2 separate regions of the Macaca mulatta genome follow, and region 2 is linked to region 1. The links are chromatin contacts, called in public Hi-C maps. All regions are on one chromosome and are shown on one strand. The core of a region is the stretch at or near the end of the contact, and the rest is flanking DNA. Distances in the headings are between cores, read along the strand shown. Region 1 holds the start of NKIRAS2 (NFKB inhibitor interacting Ras like 2). Region 2 holds the start of DHX58 (DExH-box helicase 58).

Region 1 (7,816 bases), core at 1,714-4,213:
CTTCCAAACACAAGCCCCCCCGCCCCCGCCCCAAGAGCTCCAGACAAAGATCCCCCAAAGAGAGCAGAAATAGATCACTCCCAAAGACTGTCCCAAACAGAAACCTCTCCAGGGGAAGCTCCTGACACAGACCCCCTCTCCATATACTGAGACCTACAATAAAAGACACCATAAGAGTGGGCCAGAGGGGCCTCCGCCACAGATTTTCCCACGGGGGAGCCCCCATATGAATGAGAGGCAGAGACCAGCCACCTAAAGCGGCCCAGGGGCGGAGGCCGATCCTAGCGCCGGACGAGCCTCGCCTCCCAGCTCCGTACCTCCCGGGGGCCCCGCAGCACCAAGCCAGGCCCTTGGAGCGCGCGGGGACCAGGGGAGGGGCAGCGCCGCCGCACAGGATTGTCTTCCTCCCGGGTCGGTGTAGGCTCTGCCGGGCCCCGCCCCCGCCGCCTGCCCTCTCCCCAGCTTCCGTCAGACAAGACGAATTCCGGCAGCGGAGAACGGGTGCGGACCGCGCAGCTCCCCCAGAGGTCGGCGGGGGAATGACGGCCACGACCTGGCCTGGGTGTGTGCGGGAACCCAAGGTTCTAGACTCCCTGGACGCGGGCCGCTGGTTGTCCTGGTGTCTCTGAGGCCCAAATGTTCTCCCTCTAAAGGCGATCAGGGTACAGTAACTCTTCGTTTACTCAATCATTCATCCGTCGAATGTTTTCTGAGCATCTTCTCTGTCTGTGCCATGTGCAGGGCCATATACTGAGAGAAAGTGGACGAGTTAGATACGGTGGCTGCCCATCAGAACTCACGGTCTAGAGAAGCTAGATGTCTAACAATTACTGAGGTGCTGTGGGGCACAGCAAAATGGCATTTAACTTTGAGTCAGCAGACACTGAAGAGCTTGGGGGAAAGGGTGTCCTAGGGTGGAGGAAACATGGCTACAAGTCATGGCATTTTCTGGAACTATGAGAACTTGGGTTCAATATTGGTGGTAGAAAGGACCTAAATACTGGTACTCAAATTAAATCATTAAAAAAAAATAAAAGAAACAGATAATCAAAGGCTTTGTGTGGTAGGCCAAAGAGATCAAACTGACGGCAATGGAAAGCCATTGCCAATGAAGTGACATGATCAGTCCCTGAAGAAGGTCACTCTGGCAGAAGAGGCAAGACTGGACAGAGATGAAATTAGGGACCGATTAGGAGACTATTGCTGTATTCCAAGTTTTTTTTTTGTTTTTTTTTTTTTCTGTTGCTTTGTTGTTGCCGTTTTTTGTTTTTAGGGACAGGGTCTTACTCTTTTCTCCATGCTGGAGTACACTGGTGTGCTCATAGCTCACTGTAGCCTCTAACTCCTGTGCTCAAGTGATCCTCCTGCCTCAGCCTCCCAAGTAGCTGGGACTACAGATGCATGCCACCATGCCCAGCCTATTCCAAGATTTAAAAATATGATGAGTGCCTGAATCGGGATGGAAAAACGGAGATGGATTTGGGAAATATTTGGTAAGAGAATCAACAAAACTGAGCAACAAATTGGAAGCCAAGAGTGAGGATGGTTTAATCCATTTAACAAGATATGGAATTTAGGAAAGATAATAATTACATCCAGCATTTGTTTTTTCTGTTGTTCAGGTGTAGGTAGACAATGAAAAGTTAAGTTTAAATATGGTAAGCTTTGGGGATTTGTGAAACATACAAGAGATATCCAGTAGATAGTTGGATATGCAGCTGTGGAAGCTGAAGAAAGGTCTAGGTTGGAGATATGTAGAGTTGAGAGTCATCAACAGATGGAAGTAAAGCTGTGGGAATAAATGAGTTGCCTTAGAACATAAAGTGGGAAGATGGTGAGACAGGTTGGCTAGCATTAGACTGGACTATGAGCCACTGACAGGCAGGGCAGGTGGTCTGTAAGTCTTGTGCCCTCACAACCTAGCACAAAGTAGGCGTTTTGGAAAGGGCTATTGAGTGATTGGCTCAACGAATGACCCCTCCTTTCCAACCTAGTAAGCTTGTCCTATCCCTCCCTACTCAGTGGTCGCTGTGGTTTCAGTTCCCTCCACACTGGGATAGGCAGGGTAGGAGCATTGGCACATGCTGTTTTCCTGGAAGAAACAGGTAAATCCTTTTAAAAATTCCTTTGCCCTCTTCTCATTTTAGCTACTCTTAGCTTTACATTGTAAAGCTACTCCTAATACGCCTCCAATTTAACCCCAGAAAGCTCCAATTCAATTCAGCTCCACAAATAGTGGCTTGGGTGAGGGAATAACAAGACAATTAAACTGTGCCCTTGTCCCCTGTGAGTTCTCAATCCAGACCGCATTCGGCAAGACAAGCGTGATGAGTAGAGAGTTTATATAAGAGGTAGGAGTAATGGGGACACAAGAGCAGGGACCTCACCCAGCGAGCTTCCTTATAAACTCCAGGGCAGGGTCTGGGGCGCCATGTGTCAGCTTTCCTAGGCTTAATGCTGAGATGGCACTCCCAGGCGGCTGACATGAAAGCAGCCTCGTAAAAGGGTCAGCGTCATTAGGGTGATGAACCAGTTGGTGTTTGGAGATCCGGAGTGGATGAAAGGCGCAGGATGAAGACGCCCTACGTTCCCCTGGCTTGATTGGGTAGGGCTTCCAGAGAACGATGAAAGCTGGGGGAACTGGGCTCAGAGTGGCTCTTGCCTTTCCCGGGAAGAAGCTGTGAACACACTCCAAGGTCGGAAAGGTAGCAGTGGGGACTCTTTCCCTACAGTCTTGGGTCACCTGGTCCCCACCCAACCCAGACTCCACGGAGCCTTTAAGGAAGACTCTCTAGGATTGGAAGTTGCTATGGCAACGAGGCTCTTGGAATACTGAAACCAATCAAGCCCTAGAGAGGCTACCACCCGTACACCTCCATTCCCATCCACGGGTAAAGTGGCGCCGCCTACGCACAGGCACAGTCCCTGGGCTCCCGCCCCGGCGCGGAGACCACCCTGGACATCCGGGGACGGGAGGCCGCTCTGGCCCCAAGCGGAGCCTCTCTCTGGTAGACGAGCCCGAGGGAGCCCTTCTGGGCGAGGCGCCGCTGAGCTGCTCTATGCTCCAACCGGAAGTGCTCTTCACCGCCGGCCTCCCACCCAGCTCTCTGGTCCCGGCGGTAAGATGGCGGCTGCCGCGGAGTGCGATGTGGTAATGGCGGCGACCGAGCCAGAGCTGCTCGACGACGAAGAGGCGAAGAGGTAACCGGGTAGCAGGGTAGTAGAGGAGGCAAGCTGCAGCTCCGTGGCTCAGGGAAACCCGTTCCTGCCATGATGCAGCCCCCAGCTGTTGAGGCGATGCCCCGCCCTACGCAAACCCCCCCCCAATCTGAGATCAAGGCCGGATGGACCCCCTGAAGGGGCGCTCTTGGGGGTCGGCCTTCCTCTCCCGCTTCCGCCTGGCGAAGGAGCTGAGGCATGGCCTTCTTCTCCAGCTGAGAGGACGATCGTCCTTATAGGAGAGCCCGAGTCTCGGAGGGCAATTTCGGAGGTCTGGTGCGAGGGGGGGGGGGCGGCGCGGCGTCGATGACGACTTCCTTACATCGCCCCTGACTCCCTCCTTCTCGTTAACTTCTGTGCATTGTTGCCTGTCTGCACTTTCCATCTCTAAAACCTTTGCTCTCCTCCCCCCGTTTTCCTTTTCGATCACTAGTCTGGGTTCGAGGTGATTGTGTGTCTCCATAATTGACCTGGTTGCCCCCGGTTATCCCAGAAGTCAAGGATGATAGAGAAAAAGGGAAGAGCGAGGGGCTTATCTCGTGTTCTCTGTGTCAGACTCCTCTTCCCCTATCCTTCCTGGGTGATCTTTATCCTTCCCAGCACTGTTCTTTCTTAAGTTAAGCACCAAGGAAGAGGGCAACTGCTTGGGCGCTGTTGGCACACCGAAGCAGCCGCAGTGGTTCGAGACTGCCAGTCGGACTAGCCAAGGGAGCTGCTGAGTGAGTGGTTTTCGAGAACGCTCTAGATTCTGGCAACAGGCCAGATTATTGGAAATGGGGTTGGGACAGAGTTGTGGGTAGTCATACGTGTTCTAATACTAAAGCAGAATTGACAAGAAGGTTCTAGAAGTTTGGAGCCCTTTCCTTATCAGCTGCAGGTTAATCTGACCCTTTTGTTCAAGATGCCTACAGTGCCCTCAGTCTTATTCCCACATACTTTATATTTTCATACCAAGCCCGTTATGTCTTCAGGCTGGGTAATTTGAGGTGGTGATGTAGAATTAGTTCATGAGATCTGAAATCAGGATTCTGAGATTTTTACTATCTGATGAGTTAGAAATATAAGAACGGAGGCCATGAATAGTTATCAAGCTTGAAGGTTGTTACCACAGCCAGTGTCTCAAGTTCCTGATCTGTTGGGAGCTGGGGGGCCTGACAAAGTGTAATAGGTCCCTGGGATATCAGAGAAGCCAGGACACCAGAGTCCAGTCTCTGTTCTTAATTTTGAGCTTTCATGTTGTTCCTGCTTCTTTCTAGATATTTAAAGTTAAGCATCATCAACCCTTATACATCATTAAAGAGCTGCAATGGGAAACAAAATTTCTCCCAGTGCAGACAGAGCTTAATTAATTGTAGAGAGTTACTTGGATTTGGAAAGAGTTCAGTGTTTCTTTATATTATAAATAGGGATTTGGCCATAGGTAATTTATTTATTTATTTATTTTTAATTTTTTGAGACGGAGTCTCGCTCTGTCGCCCAGGCTGGAGTGTGGTGGCATGATCTCAGCTCACTGCAAGCTCCGCCTCCTGGGTTCACACCATTCTCCTGCCTCAGCCTCCCCAGTAGCTGGGACTACAGGTGCCCACCATGCCCGGCTAATTTTTTTTTTTAATTTTTTTTTATTTATTTTTATTTTTAGTAGAGACGAGGTTTCACCGTGTTAGCCAGGATGGTCTCCATCTCCTGACCTCGTGATCCTCCTGCCTCGGCCTCCCAAAATGCTGGGATTACAGGCGTGAGCCACTGCACCAGGCTGGCCATAGGTAATTTAAAAAATTCATCCTACTCATTGTCAATCTCTGATGTAGAGTGTCCCTATTTTGGACTTCATTTCAAAACCTCCTATCTAAAGCAAATACATTTCTTCAATCACAGCCTTAGAGGATATTCTATCATAAAATTGGAGTAAATGAACCTGAAGACGCATAATAAAATAGGTTATGCTGTAATGTGACCACATCACACAAAACATGGTATTTTATAGCAGTACAACAAAATAAGGTAAACTACCTTATTACTTAAGTAGCCTGTAATCCCAGCACTTTGGGAGGCCGAGGCAGGTGGGTCAGCTGGGGTCAGGCGTTTGAGACCAGCGTGGCCAACGTGGCAGAACCCTGTCTCTATTAAAAATACAAAAATTAGCTGGGCGTGATGGCACGCACATGTAATCCCAGTTACACAGGAGGCTGAGGCAGGAGAATTGCTTGAACTCAGGAGGTGGAGGTTGCAGTGAACTGAGATCGTGCCATTGCACTCCAGCCTGGGTGACAGAGTGAGATTCCATCTCAAGAAAAAAAGTCGTTGATTGCAGAATGCAAATTATTTTATCTGTCACTAAGAAAATATAACTATAAATTAAACATGACAACATGTATTATCCCTGTAGTTCAAATAGTGAGAGAAAAAAATTAATTAAAAAAGGAAAAAGGCTGGGCGTGGTGGCTCACACCTGTAATCCCAGCACTTTGGGAGGCCAAGGCAGGTGGATCACCTGAGGTCAGGAGTTCGAAACCAGCGTGACTAATACGGTGAAATCCTGTCTCTACTAAAAATACAAAAAGTAGCCGGGCGTGGTGACGCACACCTGTAATCCCAGCTAGTCGGGAGGCTGAGGTGGGAGAATTGATTGAACCTAGGAGGTGGAGGTTGCGGTGAGGGGAGATCATGCCATTGCACTCCAGCCTTGGCAACAAGAGCAAAACTCCATCTCAAAAAAAAAAAAGTTACATTAAAAAAAGAAAAAAATGCATTCTTATCAGACTTTTATGTTTCTCATATATAGCACTCTTTTCGACAGAATTAAACATGTTTATTATATACCACTTTTGTGCACAAGTCAAAAGGAAAATAAGGCTGGGCGCGGTGGCTCACGCCTATAATCTCAGCATTTTTGGAGGCTGAGGTGGGCGGATCATGAGGTCTGGAGTTCAAGACCAGCCTGGCCGACATGGCGAAACCCCATCTCTACTAAAAATACAAAAAATAGCTGGGCGTGGTGGTGGGCGCCTGTAATCCCAGCTAATCGGGAGACTGAGGCAGGAGAGTCTCTTGAACCCGCCGGGAGGCGGAGGTTGCAGTGAGCCAAGGTCACACCACTGCACTCCAGCCTGGGCCATGCAGCGAGACTCTGTCTCAAAAAAAAAAAAAAAATAAGTTAAATAAACAAAAAAATCAGTTTAACTTTTTGCCATATCAGACATCCTTAGAAGAATAAACATTGGCCAGGCGTGGTGGCTCACGCCTGTAATCCCAGCACTTGGGGAGGCCGAAGCAGGCTGATCACCTGAGGTAGGGAGTTCGAGACCAGCCTGACCAACATGGAGAAACCCCATCTCTACTAAAAATAGAAAAAAAAAAATAGCCACACGTGGTGGCGCATGCCTGTAGCCCCAGCTACTCGGAGGCTAAGGCAGGAGAATCACTTGAGCCCGGTAGGCGGAAGTTGTGGTGAGCCGAGATCACTCCATTCTCTCCAGCCTGGGCAACAAGAGCGAAACTCTGTCTCAAAAAAAAAAAAAAAAAAGAATAAACATTAGGCTCTGTTAGTATGAAAAAACCTTGTTTATGTATGATTTTTCCAGTGCTGAAAATGGGATGGAGATTTAGAAGCTTTGGAGGGAGGTGGTTTTATGTTTTTCATGTTTCCTGAATTCCTCTTGTGTGGCCATAGCAGAGGGCAGTGATAGGGGCATCCCTTACAAATGCCCTTTTACTGTCTGGCTGTCTGGCCTGGTTAGAGTTCTTTGGCCAAGTTCCTGCCTCTGTTGTTATGGTCCCACTACCAGTTCTTTTAGAGATACAAGTGTTAATGGGTCTCGGGTTGTTTTTGTGAGGTCCAGCAAGGAATTCTTCCTTCCTTACGTCTTGGCTTAAGACATGTCCTGCTGCTGCTAAGTTGTCACAGTCCCACGGGGAGGGGGCAAAATGAGAGGCGCTCTTAAGACGTTGGACTTCACGATTGCAGCATTTTAAATGGCTACATGTTTTATTTCCTTAGCTTTAGTGTTTCTAGAGAGAAAAGAGATATATTTCAATTTTTTTGCATGTCACTCTGACAAAGTTCTGTTTCCCTTATTTTAGCCAAGAAGCTAAAATAAGGCTAGGCTTAGTGGCCCATGCCTGTAATCCTAGCACTTTATGAGGTCAAGATGAGAGGATTGCTTGAGCCGAGTAGTTTGAGACCAGCCTGGGCAACATAGTGAGACTTAGTCGCTACAGAAACATTTAAGGTTGGGTGCGGTGGCTCACGCCTGTAATTCCAGCACTTTGGGAGGCTGAGGCCAGTGGATTGCTTGAGGCCAGGAGTTCGAGACCAACCTGGGCAACATGGTGAAACCCCCCCATCTCTGTAAAAAAAATACAAAAATTAGCAGGGTGTGATGGTGCATACCTGTAGGCCCTGCTACTTGGGAGGCTGAGGTGAAAGTATCACCTGAGATGGGGGAGGTCGAGGCTGTGGTGAGTTTTGATCACACCACTGCACTCCATCCTGGGTGACAGAGTGAAACCCTGTCTCAAAAAAAAAAAAAAAAAAAAGGGTTGGGGCTAAAATAAAAGATGTATTAGTTGGCACTCCAGAAGAAATCAGGATTCTATG
Region 2 (7,816 bases), core at 2,368-4,867, 91 kb before region 1:
AACTGGGGGGCCAGTAGAGCAGCCTGGAGGAACTGGGGGGCCAGTAGAGCAGCCTGGAGGAACTGGGGGGCCAGTAGAGCAGCCTGGAGGAACTGGGGGGCCAGTAGAGAAGGCCGGAGGAACTGGGGGGGCCAGTAGAGCAGGCTGGAGGAACTGGGGGGCCAGTAGAGCAGCCTGGAGGAACTGGGGGGCCAGTAGAGAAGGCCAGAGGAACTGGGGAGCCAGAGCAGGCTGGAGGAACTGGGGGGGCCAGTAGAGCAGGCTGGAGGAACTGGGGGGCCAGTAGAGAAGGCCAGAGGAACTGGGGAGTCAGAGCAGGCTGGAGGAACTGGGGGGCCAGTAGAGCAGGCCGGAGGAACTGGGGGGCCAGTAGAGCAGGCCGGAGGAACTGGGGGGCCAGTAGAGCAGGCCGGAGGAACTGGGGGGCCAGTAGAGCAGGCCGGAGGAACTGGGGGGCCAGTAGAGCAGCCTGGAGGAACTGGGGGGCCAGTAGAGCAGCCTGGAGGAACTGGGGGACCAGTAGAGCAGCCTGGAGGAACTGGGGGGGCCAGTAGAGAAGGCCGGAGGAACTGGGGGCCAGTAGAGCAGGCTGGAGGAACTGGGGGGGCCAGTAGAGCAGGCTGGAGGAATTGGGGGGCCAGTAGAGCAGGCTGGAGGAACTGGGGGGCCAGTAGAGAAGGCCGGAGGAACTGGGGAGTCAGAGCAGGCCGGAGGAACTGGGGGGCCAGTAGAGCAGCCTGGAGGAACTGGGGGGCCAGTAGAGCAGGCTGGAGGAACTGGGGGGCCAGTAGAGAAGGCCGGAGGAACTGGGAGCCAGTAGAGCAGGCTGGAGGAACTGGGGGGCCAGTAGAGTGGCCTGGAGGAACTGGGGGGCCAGTAGAGCAGCCTGGAGGAACTGGGGGGACCAGTAGAGCAAGCTGGAGGAACTGGGGGGCCAGTAGAGCAAGCTGGAGGAACTGGGGGGCCAGTAGAGAAGGCCAGAGGAACTGGGGAGCCAGTAGAGCAGGCTGGAGGAACTGGGGGGCCAGTAGAGCAGCCTGGAGGAACTGGGGGGCCAGTAGAGCAGCCTGAAGGAACTGGGGGGCTCTTCGGGATGAGTCAGGAGTGGGCAGCTGACCTGGGACCTTTCCAGGGACAGTTCAAACCCTCAGTGTCCCAGGAGGAGGTTCAGGAGCAGGAGGTGTCACATGGCACGTGCCACCCCTCTGGTGCTCCCAGGGGAGGGACTACAGAAGTTGGGAAATATGGATGGACTGGGTCATGACCATCCACCCCCCAGGGTTTCTCCAAGGACATCAAGGTGCCCAAAAGCCGATACCTGGGCTACATCAAGGACTACGAGGGAGCGACACTGATGGAGTGTGAGCTGAATCCCCGCATCCCCTACACAGAGCTGTCCCACATCATCAAGAAGCAGAAAGAGGTGGTGTGCGCACGTGCGCATCTGTGGGAGTTTTCATGAATGTGCATGCGGAGGGCGAGCGCACGTGTGTAGACCTGTACTACGTGTACATGCGTGTATGTGTGTGAGTGAGGAGGGGACAGGCCAGGATCTTGGTTCTTGCTCTGCTCCCTTGGGGAAGGTATGAAGGGAGGTGCTGGATTAGGTGGCATTGCATCTGGGTGGGTGCAGCTGGTGGCTCTGACTGTGGCCCGGGGAGGGGTTGTTGCTGGGGCTGGAGCTGGCCCCTTAGACCCTTCCTTCCCTCAGATCATCAAGAAGCTGATTGAGCGCAAACAGGCCCAGATCCGCAAGGTCTACCCGGGGCTCAGCTGCTTCAAGGAGGGCGTGAGGCAGATCCCTGTGGAGAGTGTCCCTGGCATTCGTAAGCAGAGGTCTCGGTTGCGGGGTAGTGGGGGCACGCTGCTTGGGGTGCGGATCGGCATTCTTAGAGACATTCTCCCACTTCCCACTTTGCAGGAGAGACGGGCTGGAAGCCGTTGGGGAAGGAGAAGGGGTGAGTGTTTTGTCAAAGGAGCCAGGTTGGGGGAGGGGCAGAGGGACTCAGAGCCTCAGACTTGGTGTGTCTCACCCCAGGAAGGAGCTGAAGGACCCCGACCAGCTCTACACAACCCTCAAAAACCTGCTGGCCCAAATCAAGGTGGGGAGACCAGGTTGCCTTTCCGGGGCCCCTGCACCAATGGCTGTGGCCTCTTGATGCAGTGTGAGGTGGGTGGCGTTCTCGGGCTGGCGTGGGTGCAGCAGGGCTGTCCCCAGCTCGGCTCTTCTCTCCAGTCGCACCCCAGTGCCTGGCCCTTCATGGAGCCTGTGAAGAAGTCGGAGGCCCCTGACTACTACGAGGTCATCCGCTTCCCCATTGGTGAGGACCCTCCATTCCATCTCCTTCCCCCCTCTTCCATCCCCATACCTGCTCCTGCCCTCACTGCGCCCTGCAGCCCCATGGGGCCCACCCCGGTGGACAGCCCTGCCATGGTCCTCAGCCTCTTAAAGCTGTGCTCCGCCTCCTGCTGCCCCAGACCTGAAGACCATGACTGAGCGGCTGCGAAGCCGCTACTATGTGACCCGGAAGCTCTTTGTGGCCGACCTGCAGCGGGTCATCGCCAACTGCCGCGAGTACAACCCCCCGGACAGCGAGTACTGCCGCTGCGCCAGCGCCCTGGAGAAGTTCTTCTACTTCAAGCTCAAGGAAGGAGGGCTCATTGACAAGTAGGCCCAGCTTTGGGCCACAGCCCTGACCTTGAATGTCTCCACCTCGGATTCTGATCTGATCCTTAGGGGATGCCCTGGCCCCACGGACCCAACTCAGCTTGAGACACTCTAGCCAAGGGCCCTCCGGCCCCTGATCCTGCATCCCTTTCCAGAAAGGGATGCCTTCAGGCACCCCCAAGCCTGCAGCTCTGTCCCAGCCTTCACTGTGTGTGAGAGGTTTCCTGGGTTGGGGCCCAGTCCCTCTAGAGTGGCTGGTGGGACGGGATGAACCTTGCCCAGCCGTGGTGGCCCCCAGACCTGGTCCCTAACAGCTTTGGAGGCTTGGATTCCCAGGTGGCTATTTCCCTGAGGACCAGGACTGCTCATTTTAGCTTGAGTGATGGCTTCAGGGATTGGAAGTTCAGTCCAAACTGGAGGGGGCCATGCCTTGTCCGGTACTGTACTGTCAGTCTCCCCCGGGGTGGGGGTATGGGGACCATTCATTCCCTGGCATTAATCCCTTAGAGGGAACAATAAAGCTTTTTATTTCTCTGTGTGATTGTTTCTTTGGTATAGTCCCAGCCTTAGCAGGCTCACCTTGGCCCCCCAGGGACCTCTTGCAAACTGGAGGCTGCTCTCCCCAGCAAGCCTCAGACCTGGTCCTGTGCTACACTTGCCCCCTGCGCAGCCCAGGTCTCACCTGCTCTAGTCGGGCAGACCTACCTGGCTGCAGCCCCCCACCTCTTCCCTCCTCCAGGCTGCTCCTGATCCAGATGCCAGGGCAGCAGGGGTCAGAACCTCCTGACTTAACCTTAACTTGGGTGGACGTGGTTACAACTGACCGCAAAAGGGCCAAAGCATAGAGGATCCCGTAGCAGTGAAAGAGTGCTTCCCTGTTAGCACACATGGGGCTTTTTCTCGGGCAGGGATGGGAGATTCCTAAATCGGCTCAGCTGGCTCCTCCCCTCAGTTTCAGTTTCCATTTCCGATTTCTGCTGTCTGCGCTGAGCACAGCGGCACCAGGCTGAGCTAAACAGGGCCGCCCTGGGCAGGCCTACCTGGTGGTGCAGGTGAGACCTGGGCTGGGCAGGGGGCAGGTGTAGCCTGTGTTACTCCCACCCCCACCTTTTGGCCAGAGCAGTCTCCTGAAGGGTTTTGAGCGTGTCCTCCCCCACCTCCCTCAAGTGTGGTGGAGTCCTGGGCAAAGGGAGGTCTCTGTACCGACCAGTCTGGCCAGGAGTTGGGATGAATGGAGGGGCCAGTGGGTCTGAGTCCCCGGCCATTCCCAGAATGGAGCTGTGGCCCTACCAATGGGAGGTGATCATGCCTGCCACGGCGCTGGCGCAGCGGCAGTACTCGTCCCGGAGTTTGTACTCGCGGCAGTTGGCGATGACTGTTAGCACAAACGGTTCTTTTTTATTGGTTCTTTTTCCCGGGGCGGGGATGGGAGATTCCTAAGTCGGCTCAGCTGGCTCCTTCCCTCAGTTTCAGTTTCCATTTCGGGTCTCTGAGCTGAGCACAGTAGCACTAGGCTGAATTAAGTGGGACTGCCCTGGGCAGACCTACCGACTAGAGCAGGTGAGACCTGGGCTGGGCAGGGGGCAGGTGTAGCCTGTGTTACTCCCGCCTCCCGCTTTTGGGCAGAGCAGAGTCCTGATGGGCTCTGAGGGAGTCCTGCCCCACCTCCTTCAAGTGGGGTGGAGTCCTGGGCAAAGGGAGGTCTCTGCACGAACTGGTCTGGCCAGGAGTTGGGAGGGGTGGAGGGGCCGGTGGGTCTGAGTCCCCTGCTATTCCCAGAATGGAGCTGCGGCCCTACCAGTGGGAGGTGATCATGCCTGCCCTGGAGGGCAAAAATATCATCATCTGGCTGCCCACGGGGGCTGGGAAGACCCGGGCGGCTGCTTATGTGGCCAAGCGGCACCTAGAGACTGTGGATGGAGCCAAGGTGGTTGTATTGGTCAACAGGGTGAGTGGTCTGTCCCTGCCCCACTCCCCCACCACCAAGCAGGGTCTCAGCTCTTCAGGCATCTCTCAGTCCCCGCCAGAACTCCAAAGCTGCTGTGGCCATCCCTAAGCTCACCTGTCTTTCCACCCCGGCTCAGTACCCAGCCATGCCCTGCGGGTCACCTTACCTCCCCCGCACTTCCCTGGCCCCAGATTCAGCTTTCTCTTCCCAGCTCATTCTCCACCTCCAGGTGCACCTGGTGACCCAGCACGGTGAAGAGTTCAGGCGCATGCTGGATGGACGCTGGACCGTGACAACACTGAGTGGGGACATGGGGCCACGTGCTGGCTTTGGCCACCTGGCCCGGTGCCATGACCTGCTCATCTGCACAGCAGAGCTTCTGCAGATGGCACTGACCAGCCCCGAGGAGGAGGAGCACGTGGAGCTCACTGGTGAGGGCCATGGCCAGGAGGAAAAGGATATGCATCTGGGGTACTTCCACCAACCCCAGGGCACCCACTGGAATCAAGGTGTTGGGAGTTTTTGTGGGAGTGGAGGGTTGCCTGTTCACAAAACCCCAGCAGACACTCTAGTAGAAACAGGCCGGGCTATAGTATAGGATCTTAGACAAGTCCCTTCCCCAGCTGAGCCTCGGTTTACTAATCTGTGAAATGGAGAGAAATCATCCCTGCCTGGCTCTCCATCCTGGGACACAGCTGCAAGTCGGGAAGGGAAGAAGGAATTCTTAGACTATTGTGGGGACTACCTGAAAGCTGATGGGAGGAAGGGCTTTGCAAACACAGGTCACAGCCTTCCTCCCTGTGCCCTCAGCCTTCTCCCTGATCGTGGTGGATGAGTGCCACCACACGCACAAGGACACTGTCTACAACGTCATCATGAGCCGGTACCTAGAACTTAAACTCCAGAGGGCACGGCCCCTACCCCAGGTGCTGGGTCTCACAGCCTCCCCAGGCACTGGCGGGGCCTCCAAGCTCGATGGGGCCATCGACCACGTCCTGCAGGTCAGCCTGGCCCCTGTGGGCCTCCCACTGCCAGACCCACCAGGGACTTCCCTCCCTCCCTCCCTCCCTGCCTGCCTGCCTGCCCTGCCACTACCCCATCCCCACCAGTCCTACCAGGCTCTCCATGGCAGTGTCTGGCCCCTTCCTCGCCTAAGATCCAGCCTCCAATGGTTTCTTATGGCACAAAGAATTAACTCCCAACTCTACTATGGTTTACAAAGTTCCACATGATCTATCTCTCCACCTCATTTCCTGCGCCCTCCCTGTTGTAGCTCATCCTACAGCTACACTGGCCTGCCTTCTGCATCTTGAACATGCAGGGCTTGTTCCCATCTCGTGACCTTTGCACTTACCGTTTCTTTTGCCTGGAATGCCCTTCCCTTTGAACTTTACCTGCTGCTTCCTCCTTGTCATTCATTGAACAGCTTAATGCCACCTCTTGAAAGTCCTCCCTGATCACCCCCTCTGCTCTCTGTCATGTCATCCAGTGCTATCCTCTTCAGAGCTTGTTAACGTGCTCTGCAAGGTTCTATTCTTTTTTTTTTTTTTTTTTTTTTTTTGGAACAGAGTCTCACTCTATCGCCCAGGCTAGAGGGCAGTGGCATGATCTTGGCTCCTTGTAACCTCCGCCTCCCAGGTTTAAGTGATTCTCCTGCCTCAGCCTCCCGAGTAGCTGGGATTACAGGCGCATACTACTATGCCCAACTAATTTTTTGTATTTTTAGTAGAGATGAGGTTTCACCATGTTGGCCATGCTAGTCTCAAACTCCTGACCTCGTGATTCTCCCACCTCGGCCTCCCAAAGTGCTGGGATTACAGGCATGAGCCACCATGCCCAGCCTCTTTTTTTTTTTTTTTTCTTGAGACCGAGTCTCACTTTGTCAGCCAGGTTGGAGTGCAGTGGCACGATCTTGGCTCACTGCAACCTCCACCTCCCGAGTTCAAGTGATTCTTCTGTCTCAGCCTCCTGAGTAGCTGGGACTACAGACGTGTGCCAGCATGCTTGGCTAATTTTTGTACTTTTAGTAGAGATGAGGTTTCACCATGTTGGCCAGGCTGGTCTCAAACTCCTCACCTCAGGTGATCCGCCCGCCTTGGCCTCCCAAAGTGCTGGGATTATAGGCGTGAGCCACCGCACCTGGCCGGTTCTATTATTATTTACTGGTTTATTATCTGTCTCTCCAACTCCAATCTGAGTTCCTTTGTATCCCCAGTGCCTAGAACAAGACTGGCAGAGAGAGGGCGAGCAATATTTGAGTAGACGAATGCCCACACCCGCAATGGCCCACACTGTCCTGTCCTCAGCTGGGATCCATCCTGCCCCAAAGGTTTGCCCATTGTCCCCACAGACCCTCCCTTTCCAGTAAAGTCCTCTCTGTTGCCCCCAGCTCTGTGCCAACTTGGACACGTGGTGCATCATGTCACCCCAGAACTATCGCCCCCGGCTGCAGGAGCACAGCCAACAGCCTTGCAAACAGTACAACCTCTGCCACAGGCGCAGCCAGGTATGTAGGGGCAGGGACACGGTGAGAGCGGGAGCTGGTGTCAAGTTAGGACACCTAGGCTTGGGCCCTGACTCCGCCCTCACAGGCTCTGTGACTTCAGGTCACTTGCTATGTATCTGAGCCTCAATTTCTCCTTTCTGTGAAATGGGGCAGATACAGCCCATGCCCACAGCCTGCTCTTTGGATTGACTCAGAAGGCACCGCCGGTGTCTGTCACAGCACTGACATGCTGGGGAGTGCTCTAGAAACCAGAGAGCAGGGATACTTTTTGCTGAGGCTCTACTGAGCCCTCTCCAGTATGGACACGGCCTGGTGTCTGCTATGACTGGACTGGACAAGGACTAGGTGTCAGGTCCATAACTACACCAAATGTTACATTTGGGGTCAGGTTTGAGCCCACGCCGTGGTCTGGAGGGAGGGAGTGAGGGAGCAGATAGCTGAAAGAACACTTGGGGGGCCATAGGCAGGTGAAATGTAGTTTTATTCAGCAGCTCTCTCAGCAGCAGCTCTCTCACACTGTCCACCTTTATCTGGGCTGTGTGCTCTGGCTCTGTGGCTCCTGCTGCCCCCACACCTGCAGCTGCACTCCCTGGCCTGCAAGGCCAGCTCTGTCAGGGTCAGCAGCTTAACTCTTTCCCTCTGGGCACAAGCCGGTTCCCGGCTCCCCACTGCCCACCTTCAAGGCGACCGGCCC

Evidence for each region. A called contact is a pair of places that touch in the nucleus more often than the background predicts.
Region 2: a contact with region 1 is called in a Hi-C map of CD4 T cells, with 3 times the contacts expected there. The contact joins the promoter of DHX58 here to the promoter of NKIRAS2 in region 1. A contact is called at or near these places in 6 of 14 Hi-C or Micro-C datasets (CD4 T cells, cortical neurons, fetal cortex germinal zone and 3 more).

The regions. Positions count from the first base shown.
Region 1 is chr16:66,354,816-66,362,631 of T2T-MMU8v2.0, reverse strand. It overlaps NKIRAS2 (NFKB inhibitor interacting Ras like 2), which reads right to left and starts at 2,963. Exons shown (of 4, transcript NM_001194812.2): 1 at 2,915-2,963. DNAJC7 (DnaJ heat shock protein family (Hsp40) member C7) reads left to right here and starts at 3,101. Exons shown (of 14, transcript NM_001261251.1): 1 at 3,101-3,201. The coding sequence starts at 3,125. It overlaps LOC144335717 (a long non-coding RNA gene), which reads right to left and starts at 5,965. Exons shown (of 2, transcript XR_013406839.1): 1 at 5,262-5,965; 2 at 3,106-3,821.
Region 2 is chr16:66,446,457-66,454,272 of T2T-MMU8v2.0, reverse strand. It overlaps DHX58 (DExH-box helicase 58), which reads left to right and starts at 3,617. Exons shown (of 14, transcript XR_013406801.1): 1 at 3,617-3,720; 2 at 4,448-4,616; 3 at 4,846-5,047; 4 at 5,427-5,617; 5 at 7,006-7,122. It overlaps KAT2A (lysine acetyltransferase 2A), which reads left to right. Exons shown (of 17, transcript XR_013406792.1): 13 at 1,280-1,423; 14 at 1,712-1,853; 15 at 2,039-2,102; 16 at 2,237-2,321; 17 at 2,479-3,202.